2 separate regions of the Columba livia genome follow, and region 2 is linked to region 1. A link is a contact called in public Hi-C data. All regions are on one chromosome and are shown on one strand. The core of a region is the stretch at or near the end of the contact, and the rest is flanking DNA. Distances in the headings are between cores, read along the strand shown.

What was found. A called contact is a pair of places that touch in the nucleus more often than the background predicts.
Region 2: a contact with region 1 is called in a Hi-C map of crop, with 3 times the contacts expected there. The contact joins the promoter of LOC102093490 here to the enhancer-like site in region 1. A contact is called at or near these places in 2 of 2 Hi-C or Micro-C datasets (crop and liver).

The regions. Positions count from the first base shown.
Region 1 is chr14:11,381,894-11,389,040 of bColLiv1.pat.W.v2, forward strand. No RefSeq gene overlaps it. Among named protein-coding and RNA genes, the nearest start is that of P4HA2, 4.7 kb to the left of the region's middle. Within about 2 kb of position 3,173, at least 1 of the 3 cell types and tissues checked has an H3K27ac peak away from gene starts, as active enhancers do.
Region 2 is chr14:11,464,363-11,471,509 of bColLiv1.pat.W.v2, forward strand. It overlaps LOC102093490 (solute carrier family 22 member 4), which reads left to right and starts at 2,935. Exons shown (of 10, transcript XM_005503650.3): 1 at 2,935-3,750. The coding sequence starts at 3,358.

The DNA of each region.
Region 1 (7,147 bases), core at 1,923-4,422:
AGTGCATTTTGGGAACTGTAGAAACTGCATTAGTCTTCAGAGACAATGATGTGATGCAGAGCCAGGTTTCCTACTCAGTTCTAATGCTTCTTATTTAACCTATTTTTATGACAGACTTTTTGCTCTTATGGATAAATCATTTTTTTCCCCCTCTGTTTTAGTGGAAAAGACTAAAAGTATGTTTGTAGAGGCAACACGAGTACACAAGAATCTGTCTTTGCCTATGTGAATAACCAGCTGTGCAGTGCTTTTGACTGTATATACAGACCATACCATAGTATTAGCACAAAGGGCCTTTTTAATGTTTCTATTTACTATATTTTTTAATGTTTCTATATACTGCAGTAAGTGTTACCCTTATAAAATACCAGTTTTGCTTTAGCTATATTGGCTTTGAAATTCTTTTACATGAAGCTGCTGGGCTTGCAGAGTGAATGAGGAGCACATCTCAGGCTAAAACCAGCTCCTTTGCTGGGAGAGATCTCTGATAGAAAAGAAGGAGGAGGAGATACTGCTCACTAAACCAGGGTCCAGGGAGAGAAGGAGGCAATAGCTGGAGGTGGCTTTTTAACAGCTGATTCTACCAGTCCAGGTTTATGTCCCTTTAGCACAACCCCAGATGGCACCTGCAGAGCTATGACAAGGAGGTCTGGTTTGAAACCAGGAGAATCAAGCATCTTGTGAGTTTTTCAAACCCTTACCTTCCTTAAAAGTGGAGTCAAAATCCCTTTGCAGAGAGCTTGGCTGTCAAATGCACACACAAGTATTTTTGGATGCCCCCTTGTCTCTCATATTACAAGGCTTTTGTCTGAGACCTTAACAGAGGAAATATTAAAACTACGTAGGAGTACTTACATGGTGCAGTATAGTATTTCCCATAAAACAATGCATTGAGTCAGAGCAGAGGAGGCAGGGATACGTCTGGGTAACAGAACTCTTTCTGATCTCAGTGTAGCTCAGGTTTCTCCCCACAACTTTAGCTAAAAAGTACATGTGTAAAAAGACCTCATACATTAATAAATGCAAAATTTAGCTGTGTGCCTGTGGCTCTTCCTTTGTTTTTTGTGAATGAAAAAATAATTACACCAGATCCTAGAAGAGCAGGAATGGAAGCCAAAAAACGGGGCATGCCAACATCCTCCCTGCACTCTTCAAAGATTCAGCCATGAGTCTGACCAGTGTCTTTACATCTACCATAGCTAAAGATCATGCTATGCCATGAAAGTGGTGTCTGATGAAGTATTGTCTAGTTATTAGTCTTCCTTTATTGTGTGCACAGATGGATCTTACCAGCTGAGGATTTGATGCATCAAAGGAAACACAGACTCCGTTGTTGATGGGGAGAAGTAGAGGGACTTCTGAAGTGAGGGAGAGGGTGGGTGCAGGACTGGGATGAGTCTCCTGTGCTGGCTGCACCTGTGGGCTCAGCGCTGGTGGTAATTGGTCACTGGTACCCAGCTGGCAGCAAAATCATGGAGCATTTGCTGAGAGCAAAATTCCTGAGCGTTTGCCAAGAAGCCACCTTGAATCAGAAGCCCTGAGTGTTAGAGAAACAAGGTCCATCACCAAGAAAAGGTGTGACTGAGATGCAAGATTTACCATACACAAGATAAATGCCATGCAGCTGAACACACACATCTCACTAGGAATAGACTGGGATATGATTACCTTCTCAAATTATACACTGTGCACAGCGGCAATGGGAAGCTACATCAGGTTCCTGCACATCCATCATGCAGCACCACAGCCCACACAGCCCACGGTGCTCTGCACGCTCGTGCTGCTCTTCTGCCCTGCGACTCCTCTCTGCATCACAAGTGAAATTGTCCAGCAGCCAAATCAGGCCAAACCCAGGCATCTCTGTACAGGGCTGCCCTGCACAGGCTGAACAAACCCTCGTGTGTGAAACGCTGAGGTGGCAACTCTATCAAGTTTTATCCTCTGATAAAACTCAGAGATATTGGCTGCAAATAAACTCTTGCTCTGAATGTTTCCCAAGCAGCCAGACCTGGACCAGGCTCCTGCTGGAATGGGCGAAAGACCCTTTGCACTCATACTGGTTCAGGAGCTCAGTCCTGCAGGGTCCTGAGCTGCCCTGACGCTGGTGTGCAGACAAGCTGGGTGGACTGGGGAGGCTGCAGGCACCAGTCAGTGTTATTCAAGTTTACACCCCTTGAGGACACCAAAGTGCAACCGAGAGAAATGAAAGGATGAGATTTACGTGTTAAATTCTGCTGCAGATAAGCTAGACGAGAGTTAACGTGAGATAAACACCCAGCGTGCAGATGGAAAAGGTCTGTCATACAGCGCGGTGGCTCCAGCTGTCTCTGTGCCAGCTTTGGGAAACTAAAGCTGGATTCGCTGGGACCGTCGGGAAGAGGAGCCTGGGGAGGAATCCGACGACTTGTGTTCCTGCTTAATGTAATTATGGTACAGCCGAGGCTGGTCTGGCAGCGCTCTGAACCGTGCCCAGCTGCACGTTCACAAGGTCATTTAAACTTCTGCAAACATAGAAATAACTAGTAGCTGCCTGATGAGCTTGTTTAAAACTAAGTATACCCATACAGAATTAGAAGTGACTGAGTATAGGAAGGAGAAAAGACACGTTCTTCCCTTCATGTCTTATTTAAAATGACAGTGCCCATATTTTTATTAGATTTTCCAAATTGTCCAGCATTTCCCAAAAGAACTGGGAGACTTAGGGATGCAAATTGTAGCCCTTGCTAAGCAGCGGAGGGGCTTGCGGGGCATAAGGCAGCTTTTATAAATGATGTTCTGATATTCTGCTCTGAAATCTGTCCATGGGCACTTAAGGCAGGTGGCTCTGCAAAAGCAACGAGTGGTTGTAGCCCTGATTGTTTGCATTCATGGGAGGCACTGCCCAGGCTGAAACATTTTTTAAATCATATCCACATTTTATGCTTTTTAATCAAAGTTTGGCCCCCTCCTCAATAAAATGAGTAAGCTCTTCCGTAAACTTGGCTTGCAGGAACGATGAATCAGCCTGTGTTCCCTGTTTTAACTAAGGGGAATATACTGCAAGTCATCAGAGCCAGGGGAAGATGCTGAGAACCGTAGCAAACCTCAGCAGCAGCCCCAGCTGAGGCCCAAGGACACATCCCCATCTCTCCATGTCACCATAGCCAGGGCTGTGAGCGACGTGGAATGTACCTGGGTGGCTGGCGAGCACGCCCCAGCTGCTGAGTGTTACCTGTCTGACCTCTGTGTTCTCCGAGAGCAGTAATTTTCACTAACAACTGAGAGAAACAAGGGCTTTGAAAGCAGCCAGACCACCCCGGCTGAAGCTCAGAAAGCAACCTCCAAGGGATTTAGCTTTGCAACACATTCAGAGAGGTTTGTGGAGGAGAAGCACGTTCTGACACAGGATAGGGAAAGCCCAAGAGGGAGTGTGGAAGAGGATTCGAGTCATTCTGCACTGCGCTGTGCAGAACCTTCCTCCCTGCATGCCGGGGATTTTAACACGGATTTTGTACGAGACTGAGCGGCCAACATAAAGCAGGATCTGTGAGTCATTCCTTTGCAGACTCCAGCATAAATCAAATCCAGAAATAGGAAAGGCCAGCTGGTCACATCATTCCTTTTAGGTTTAGGGAAAGATACAGTTAAGAAATGTGGGTAAAAGACATTACAAAACCACGAAAAAAAAAATCTCAACCCGTATTTTATTTAGGCTGCTAATTAGTGGATGAAAAGCCAGACTTTAAAGAAAAACATATTGAACCAAACTGAAGCCAGATCAGTATGAAATCTTTCCCCTCAGAGATAGTTTGCGGTCCCTGTGCTGCTGTCACCCCCAGAGCAGAGCTCCCTCTCTGTGTGCGGGTTTTCTACATGGAACTGAGATCTGCCTCCAGAAGAGATGCCATAAACATGGAAAGGGTCACCACATCTTGTTTTTTTTGTACTAAAGAGGGCAGCCCAGGCAAATGCCGCTCCAGGGTTTTACTGCTGACTATCAGCTCCATATTATTACTCAACCTGCATCAGGCCTGTGCTGGCTTGTTGCATCCCTTATTCACACAACATATTTTACAGACCTTAGAAGGAATACCCAGCTAATGGAAAATGCTCATGCAGAGGACTCATTAGCTTTGTTTGAGCTCTGAGAATTCAGATCTCAGCATTAAAATCTTAGGGGAGATGACAGCATCCTTCTTAAATTTTCCAATGCACAAGCAAAGGGAACCTGTCTTTCCTCCATCTGAAGAGCACTTGGTCCTCCAGCTTCTCATCATTCCCACATGTGACATCCCTTCACTTGTCTCCTGTATCATTCATGGCTCATGTGCAAGCTTCCAGGCCAGGGGGTGCTAGGGCTGCCCTTCTCCCCAGAGGTCTCTCCTCTCCTGTTTGATCAGAAGCTACTTCTGCAAAGGATTTTTTCTGAATTCCCATTTCGGTGTTCAAGCAGGGCAACCCTGGCAGCATGATTCCTCATCCTTCCTCTGAGCAGCAACATCTGCACAGCAAAATAAAGCAGTGGGATCGCAAACTTCTGGAGTTCCAGAAATCCTTTCTGGCACATCACTCAATTTTAAAAATATTTGGCTGACTTGAACAGTAGATCTTTATTCCTTCCCCGGCAGGAGAAGCAGTACAGTGTGTGCACTGTATACTCAGCATAAGTAAACAGTGGATGTCTGAGCATGGACATTCATGTCGAGGTGTTAAATAAGGCGGTGAATTCCTTTCACTTCAGCTGCTGGAAGGGGAAAGCACGTTTTCTACATACATCCACGCACAGTGTGAATTTACATAAGGCATTGGAGTGTGAATATTGGAGCACACAGGGGTATTTCAGAGCAAATACTTGTCCTGGCTCTGCCTGTGATGGGACACATGAGGAGGTTCATCTCTGGCGTGATCCAAGGGAGTGCAGGAGTCGGAAACTTCACCCATAATGACGGGTTCCACAGCAAATTGCGTGTGGTGGAAGCATCATTCAGCTCTGCGTTTTCTAAATACGTTTGAACAAACCAGAGTTTAAATCAGGATGGGGTGTGTTCTTCCCTTATAAAATCCTCAACAAAAAGCTCTATTTAGTGATTACTGATCTGAAGCATTCCAGTTAATGAAGACTTAAAGCTCCACGGTTAATGCAGAAAAATAATATGTTTGGGAAAAGTGTATTAATACAATACAATGAATACAATACAATTAATACAAGAGGCTAAGTAACAGTATCTGCTGTAAACACAAAAAGTCTTTTGGCTTTTTTACTTTCCCAGAGCTGGATGGAAATCCAAAAGAAAATGAAATTGTATTTTCTCATTGCTAATTCAAGGAACACATTAAAATAACATAAAAGAAATCTTCCTTCACCTTTCCGGTGTTCTGAATCTGACTTATGTTGCACGTATGAGTGTGACAGTGGAAACTTATTGCAACTGAAATGGTTCTATGGTTCTAAGTAAATTAATTTTGCCCCTACAGATAAATCTTCAGCTAGTACAAATTCGTAAAATACTACTAATTTCAAGAGAGTGGCTCTTCTTTAATTAGCAAAATATCAAGCCCTGAGAGACGAAGCAATTTTTAATTAGGTGTGGATCAGACCCTGGTATTGTTGCATAACATGGTGTCCCTGTAATGATTTTGAGGACCCAAAATTAAATTAATCACCCTGGGCAGAACTAGTATTTGTGTCAGGTTTTCTTTAGGGATGCAGCTTGTGGCACAGCTTTGCTGCTGTGGTTTTACACTCTGATGCACACACTGCTGAGGGACAGCCAGCAGTGAAGGCCAGCCAGGATCTGCCCTTTCCACATCGCTTTCAGGGATCATTTTGCTGCAGGAAATCAAAGGATGCCCCTTGGCTATTGTGAAATTCCCTTAGAGCCACTTGGCTGGGCAAAGTGACTTTTCATGCCTCACTATGGCAGGATTCCCTGATTATTTCACAGGGGCCATCTCGAGGCGATGCTGCGGTTTGTAACATGAGCTCAGCACAGTGTGGGCCCCGTGCTACTGCCCAGGTATCTGCTGGACACCTGGGAAATGTCCTTAAAATGTCACTGCTCCAGCTGTTTCCTCTGGTAAAGGAAGGTGTTCGAGCTGTTCTCTCCCCTCGGGCCCTGGCTTCTGGCCAATACAGCCTACCAACCCTCTCCCATGAGGGCAAAATACTTCTTTTTCATGGTGCAGAATTACATGTGGTTCCTAATACTTTATTAGCTCCCCATTAGTTGTGCCTCACTGAGCTGCACCTCAGTGAAAACTGGCACTAATCTTCACCCCCAGGGCCACAAGCAGCTCAGCTTTACATTCTTTTGGGGACCTGTGAGCTCTCACTGTAGCCAGGGTTACCAAAAACCCTATTCATGCTGCTACAGGACACTACACGTGCTGGAGAACCACCCAACCTGCCACTGATCGCCATCGCCGCCCTTTCCCCTCCGGCAGGACTCGTCCTCCATGTTGGAGCAGGTCCAGAGGAGGCCACGAAAATTATCAGAGGGATTGAGCGGGCTGAGAGAGTTGGGGTTGATCAGCCTGGAGAAGAGAGGGCTCCGGGGAGACCCTATTACCACCTTTCCGTACTTAAAAGAGGCCAATAAGGAAGATGGGGACAGACTTTTTAGTATGGCCTGTTGTAATAGGACAAGGTGCGATGGTTTTAAACTAAAAGAGAGATCGAGCTTAGCATGAGGAAGAAATGGTTTACAATGAGGGTGGCAAAATACAGGTTTCCCAAAGAGGTGGTGGATGCCCCATCCCTGGAGACATCCCAGGCCAGGCTGGACGGGGCTCTGAGCAACCTGAGCTGGTGAAGATGTCCCTGCTCATGGCAGGGGTGGCACTGGGGGAGCTGGGAAGGTCCCTTCAACCCAAACTATTCTTCGATTGGATGATCCACTACATTTCAAATAAGATTTGTCCTCACCCTGTTACAATTAATGATGAGCCTCAGAGCCCCCACCAGCACCCACCCGCGCTGGGAGAGCAGCGATGCCCGAGCCCCGCGGAGGGGCCAGAGGTGCCGAGGCCGAGGGGAACCGGCCGCCGTGGCTGCGGCTCCTCTCGGGGCTGCGCGGGCAGAGCCGGGGCCGGGGCCCGCTGGGAGGCGGCAGCAGGCCCGGCCCGGCCCCGGCTGCTCCGGCGGCTGCTCCGGCGGCTGCCGGGCTGC
Region 2 (7,147 bases), core at 1,685-4,184, 82 kb after region 1:
CAGGTAAAATTACTTAAGTCCTTGGTGATTGGGTGGTGGATGGTCTTGGGAAAGCTAGCTCTACTTGAGTATAGGTGTGTTTTGGGGGGTTTTATTGCAAATCCTCACACATATACTACAGGCAGGTGCCCTGGTCCATCTCTTTTGCAATATTCTTACCACAAATATGATTACCCGAAAAATAATTATGCTGAGTGCTTGTCTGCCCAGCTCTGCTTAGGAAGGGAAAAGTTGACGCAGTAGTGCCAGGAACTGGAAAGCGATGGCTACAACTGCCCCTAAAAGCTCCAAGTCCTGTAAATTAATATGGTTTCAAGTGAGAATTGCACTAGCCAGTCCTCAGTCCTGCTCAGTGGGTACACACAGTCATATTGCACTGCTGGAATGAGCCAAGAGCCTTTTCCAGAGTTGCCAAAGATGATTTTTTCCCAGATGCCATCTGTCTGGTGAGACGTGGCCATGATGGACATGATCACTGGCTCCATCCGTGCCAGGGTGTGTGGCAGGCCAGGAGTGTAAGGCCAAGGTTTGGGGCAGAGCATGGCTGTACCTCACTCTAACACATGGAATCCCTTGGAGGACACTTTGCAGAATCAGTAAACACACTTAAAAAATGGATTTTGCTTTGCCCCATCAATTAACGAGATTCCACATGATCTGAGTGCTACACAAGCAACACGGAATTATAGAACTCACGTGTTTTCTTAATTCCCAGCTCTCAAGGTGTCTCCTGGGAGGGTGACCTAGTCCCAGCAAGGTAGAGGATCCCTTGAGAGGGGCCTTGCCCAAGCAGAAGAGAGAGAGCGGAGTCGCCGTGAGCAGTAACCACCCTGAGCCAGGGCACACCAGGAGCTCCGGTGACAGCCGTGCTGCTGGCAGTGTCACAGGGTGAGTGTGACGGGACTGCACGTGGCAGGAGCCGGGCAGCTTCCAGGACTACAGTAGCCCATTGGTGCCACTTCCCCAACCAACCCCTGTCTGACTGGCTTAGGCCATGTTAGAAAATACTGTTGCACAAGAAAAAAGTATTTGCACAAAAGGTGATTTCTCAACTATACAAAGATTCACTCTTTCTCCCCTTGTGACTCCTTTGGTCTGCCGGCTCCTCAGCATCTGATTTCGCTTTACAGGAATCTCTCCATCCTCATTTCCCACAAGCTGCTCTCTATTTAATAGCTGAAAGTGTATTTTAGCAGGTTGCAGTGAAATCCACTTACAGCTTTCAGAGGGGTCATTTGGAAGAAGTAGGACTGGTCCTTCCACTACAGCAAATTTGTTCTGTGACTGCCTGAGCCATCTACTGGCCGCTAATTCTGTGTGGTATTCATAATCTCTATACCTGGGCTGAAGCATCCCAGATGTTGGATGATAAGTGGTGTTTCCAACCTGGGGAGCACCTGGCAAAGGCTGTCAGGAGAGTGGCATCGCATGGCTAAAATGATTGTATGCAGTAATTAGTGGTGCTGGAGCAGAGCTGACAAGAACTTGAGGTACTACTAATTTATGCAGATTCACAACATAAGAGAAAATCCCTTACTGTTTTAATGTTGAATGCTTTAAATTTATAATACATTAAGGATTCATCTGCAAACTGGATAAACCTGCCTATGCCATATATGTTTACCACTTCCTTTGGTTACATTAATTTTGCAGAACCACCACAGTTATTTACGAACACTGCAAATTATTCCTCTGTAAGCAATTACTGTTGACTAAATAATTATTAAGATTGCATTAACATTAATGCTTAAGACAATACACTCCCAGTTCCTCCTTCCCTCAGGGGACCAGGCATGTGTTGCCTGTCTCCTGTGGTTCTTGCCCAGCTCCAGGGCAGGGCAGGCTGCCTGCTGCTGTCTGTGAGCCCCTGATCTGCCCGAACTGCCCCTGCCCCACCCTTATCACTGGGGACAGCTTTGGCTGTGGAATAGCTCAGGCCTGGCAGTGAGATGTCATCTCCAGCCTCTCTTGAAGTGGGAGGTATCTAAACCTTCCCCATTTTCTGCCCCTTATCCTGAGGAGCAGTGGATCTCTGCCTCGCCCAGATAAATGCTGCCATCTGCTTCTCCACCCTGGGTACTGCTGCAGCCATCGCTCCGGGTCTGTGCCTTTACCTTCCACGTAACCTTCTCATCATCCCTGTCAGACAGATGTTTCCCCAGCCTGCCCCACCCGCTGCCAGCACAGGGACCCTCAGCTCTGCACAGCCAACCTGTCCCATTTTTGAGTGGGAACCCTGCTGTACTACTCCAGGGAGCTCGATCCTTCAGGCAAGCCAAGTGCTGTGCATATTTCAAACACCATCGTGTTTCTGAGTGCCCCTTGAGATATTTCAGATGACAGTGTCGCTCAGATTTCTGAAATGGCTTTACCAGCTATCTACATATCTCTCTCCAGGCAAAGCCAAGAGTCACGTGTGAAACAGTAATAGTTAACAGATAGCGAACCGGAATATAAAAAGCTCCTCTCCTGAGGCCAGACTGCTACAGGCTCCTTCAGCAGTGTCTGCTCTGACCTTGTCTGTTGCATAAACACCATCGGGAAAAAACACTGGGCTGCAGATAATCACAGATTTTTCAGGGGCACGAACACATTTGATTTCTAAAGCTGTGTCAGTGCAAAGGAGGGGCTCATATTGCTCCTGCCTCAAGCAGTATCCTGCGTACCACGGGGTGCTTTTCCCGGCAGCCCCCCCCGCTCATGGTTTGATCGAGAGCTGTTCTAGTTTCCTATTTATTAACTATTATCGTGACTCTCGGTTTTGCCCAGCTCTTGCAGGGTGCATTGTGCAGTGATATTCGTCCGTCTTGCAGCGGCATTACAAGGAGGAACCTGATTCAGGTTCCAGAAGGGGCTGGTTTCAGGGCGCCGGAGAGGGCTCGGGGCGGTGGAACCATCGCGTTGCTCCCAATCTCACCGGACGCCGATTTCTTACCGGCAGCAGCTGCCGAGCCAGCCCATCCCAGCTGTGGGCGCAGCGGGGTCGCGCCCGGCCGCGGGTGCCGAACCGCCGATACCGGCGCAGCCCTGACCGCCTCGGCTGACAGTCAGGAGTCCCCGAGCGGCGATTTAAAATAAATCTGCTAAATATTCTCGGTGCAAAACCGGAAAATGCCTCATTGGAAAGCTCTGGAGCCGACTGCGGAGCAAACGTGAGTGCCCATGTGCCTCCGGCTCCGGGGATGCTGAGGGGCCGGCAGCATCCTCTCCTCTCCCCACCGCTCCCCGGAGCGGGGCCGCGGGCACCCGCCGGGACGCACCGCCTCCGCGGGGGGCCGGGCCGGGGCGGAGCCGCCGCGGAGCCGCCGCGCGGGCACCCGCGGTCAGCGCAGAGCCGCGGAAGACCCGCGCCGCGCCATGCGCGACTACGATGCGGCCACCGCCTTCCTGGGCGAGTGGGGCCGCTTCCAGAGGCTCGTTTTCTTCCTCCTCAGCGCCAGCATCATCCCTAACGGCTTCAACGGGATGTCGGTCGTCTTCCTGGCCGGCACCCCGGAGCACCGGTGCGCGGTGCCCCGCAGGGCCAACCTGAGCGGCGAGTGGCTGAACGCCAGCATCCCGCTGGAGCTGCGGGACGGCCAGGCGGCTCCGAGCCGCTGCCGCCGCTACAACCTGGCCGCGCTCGCCAACTTCTCGGCGCTGGGGCTGCTGCCGGGATCCGATGTGGAGCTGGGGTCGCTGGAGCAGGAGCCGTGCCTGGACGGCTGGGAGTACAGCCGCGACGTCTACCACTCCACCATCGTCACCGAGGTGCGCGGCCGCGGAGCCCCGATGCCCCGGGAGAGGCTGTGACCGGCCGGGCTTTGCCAGGGCTTTGGGGGGTCGTTGTGCCTTGCGAGGGGGGCATGAACAGGGAGCAACAACCAGCAGGTCAAGTGTCTGTGAGAAAGGATTGGATGCTGTGAAGAGAGGAGGGGGTATGTGGGGTGAACAGCCCCCGGAGGAGCCCCCAGTCCTCGTTATCTCGGTGGTGTTTTCCATTGAAACTTCAGCTTGTTTTATTTGGAGAGGGGGTTTGTGTGGAGGGGGAGGCAAAGGCTGAAAATAGAAGCCTGATCGTTTCCTTCTGTCGGCACACTGACTGTCCCAGTAAACTTTCTGTCTGATGGAATCTGACACTTGTTCCCAGTGCCACTTTGAATGGGGACATGGGTGCTTTCTGGTAAACACACAAGCAGCCCGGATGGGTCTAGAGCAGCGGTGGGCCCTTGCTGGTGCCAGCACCCTGTGCCAATGCTGCCAGCTATGCTGGTGGCTTTGGTGGCCATCAGCGTTGGTGTGAGGCAGGTGCTGTGGTTGGTGCCTGCGGTCTGTGGCGTGCCTGGCATGCTGTGGCAGGTTCCTGACAGAACCTTCCCTCAGGCTACAGCCAAGCTGTTGGCTTTGGTTTTTTTAAGGTTGTACAATGGCATCATTTGTACTGGGTGTCTTATGGGAGCATGGATGGTGACAGGTCATGTGAACACTTGTTTGGGTTTTCTGGCCATGCTCCAACAGGGGCATGCTGTCTGTCTGCTTGCACTGGTGGGGAGCTTGGTAGAGAAGGAAAACATGATTGCCCTAAAGCTGCAGAGTTACTGCTGCTCTTTTGTGTTTTGTGAGGGGGTTCAAGGAATAACAGGCTCATCCTTATACCAGCCAGTGTTTGGGTTTGGCAGCTGGTGGGCTCCACAGACATTCAGACAAGCAGTGTACCCCAGGTAGCTGAGGGACACCCCGCTCACGCACCGATGGCTCACACTCAGGGTGCATGGCGCGGAGCGGGTATGTGGCTCTTGGCTCAAGTCCCCGTGACTCAGCAGCAACATCTGCCAACAAAAACTGTTGCATGGGGCCCCGGCCAGGAAGAGTCTTGACTGAGAGGCACATGGATGTGGGTCTGTGTCCCAGGGACACAGGAGCAAGGTTTGTGCCCCAGGGATACAGGCAGGGTCTGTGCAGACATGGGCTCAGCTGCACTGAAGCGTACAGGAAGGGAGGCAAGTGGGGAACGGCTCCATGCTGGGGGAGGGCAGGACACGGGCAGGGGATGTTGCCTCCCCTTGCATGCCCAAAATGAAGCCATTGTCACCCATGGTGCCTTTGTGTGCATATCTCTTGTTGTTTGTGCTGGTGGTTGTGCTCAGCCACTGCGATCCCTTACAACACCACATCAAGGTGGGGGTGCTTGGGAAGCTCATCCTGCTCCAGGCCATGAGTGAACTCGAGCGGCAGCCTGGCTGCAGCCCACGTGCTGCACGTAGATGTGCCCAGCCATAACCCATGGGCTGGCACATGCCACATGGCAGGTGCCCAGTAGCCACAGGCAGTGCCCCAGTGCTCACTGGTAGCCACAGGCAGTGCCCCAATGCTCACTGCTGGAGGGAGGCCGGATTAACCTGGGGTGACTGTGAACTCACAGTCTGTGGTTTGGAGTTAGCAATTGCTTTGAGACAGTAAATGAAGCAAAAGGAGGAGAAATGCTGTTCCTTCTTAAAGAAGTGAACACCTTGTGTTGGCAGATGCCAAACAAGAGCCTCTGTGCCAGATTTGGGACACAGCAGGCGGGGTTTACCATGGGGCCTGGGACACAGCAGAGAGGCAACAGCACATTCTGAGATGGAAACCAAGTGCCAGGTTCCCATCTGTAAGCCAGATGGAAAAGAAAGATACTTATTTTGTTTTTAAATTGTCATGGACATTTGGAAAAAATAGCGAATTTGGTTTTAAAACAAGGAAACAGGCTCTGATGAAACCCTGAAAAGAAGCAGTTGAGTTAAATTTGAGATGATTACTTTTGTACCCAACATTTTTCTCTGTATTATGAAAGACAAGCCAAGACATGCCATCAGGAAAGCTCAGTCAAAAAACATCTTCAGTTCAAGAACTCAACTGAGGAGCAAAACTTGATGGTGCAGGATTAAGTGCTGCAGGTGTTATTTGGTTTGTGCAGTTGCATCAAATCCTGTTACTACTGGTGCTTGAAAGGAACAGGCTTGGAGATGCCAGCTCAGCACTGATGTCACTTGGTCTGCGGGGACATGCTAAACTCTGGAAACAGAGGATCCCAGACTCAGTCATCTGCTTAGTTTTAAAATTGAAATGATGTCAGAAAAGTGAATGTGTCCACAGCACAGGTGAAAAAGCAGATAAACAGGGCAGGGTGGTAAGAATGAGGCTATAAGCATAATGATGAGCATGTGGAAACGTGGGGTCAGTGTGGGGTGAGGTGTGATCCTGCAGCTATGGAGGGGCTGCAGGGTCTCGTTTTGCTTTGCAGGGCTCAGCTGGGCACCTTGACAGGTTTCCCTTGGCCCAGCCACCTCTCCCCATTTCCAGAGTAGTTCCTGTCTGCTGCAGCTCCTCTGGTTGTCCTGACATCAAATCACCATTTTTCACCTATGTAGGTGGCTGCTGCACTGGGTCAGTGCCACCTGCACTTGCATGAGGGGTTCAGCTGACCTAGAAGGTCCTGGTTTGGGGTCACCAGGGCTGCTACTCTGTCACCACCCCTTCTGCTTTCTGTCATCTGTGCTTTGAAATTAATCTACATTTTAACATATGTAGTTTTGTTTCGTTGGGGTTTTCTGTCTGAAACTTAACCTACTTCTGCTTTAATTCCAGGCAACAATGCTGAGCTCTGACCATAATTAAAGATTGAAGCACATGCGCCAGTTTTGCTCTCTGGAGTGGTGCATTAGCATACAGTTAATTCCCTTGAGCCAGGCTGTCTCCCAGCACCTTTTCCCTGTTCGCTGGGCGATCAGTGTACCTTCTCCAGCAGTTTCAGTTTTTCAGAAACCTTGTCCATCCATAACATTCCTGCTGGCAGCACCCAGCAGAACTTGCTCTTCTAGTAGCTGGGAGCTTGTGGGAAAGAGTTGGAAGGATTTGATGGCAATAAAGTGATTTAAGTGTTCTTCTTGAGGAGCTCTTATTCCTAGTGTTCAAAGCACTTGCTTGGAAGCTTATGTGAACTTTGCTTTCCAGTATGCTTTGCCAGGGACATTACAGAATTACTTATTTTCTGGTTAATGAATAATTAGTCCAGCACAGGTGGTTCGGAAGTCATCGCTATGGGTAGTTTTGCTGCAGCTGGGCTGCAACTCCGTGGTGTGCTTGGTGCTGGCTGCAATGGATGCAGGCTCTAAGGAAAAGCTCAAATAAG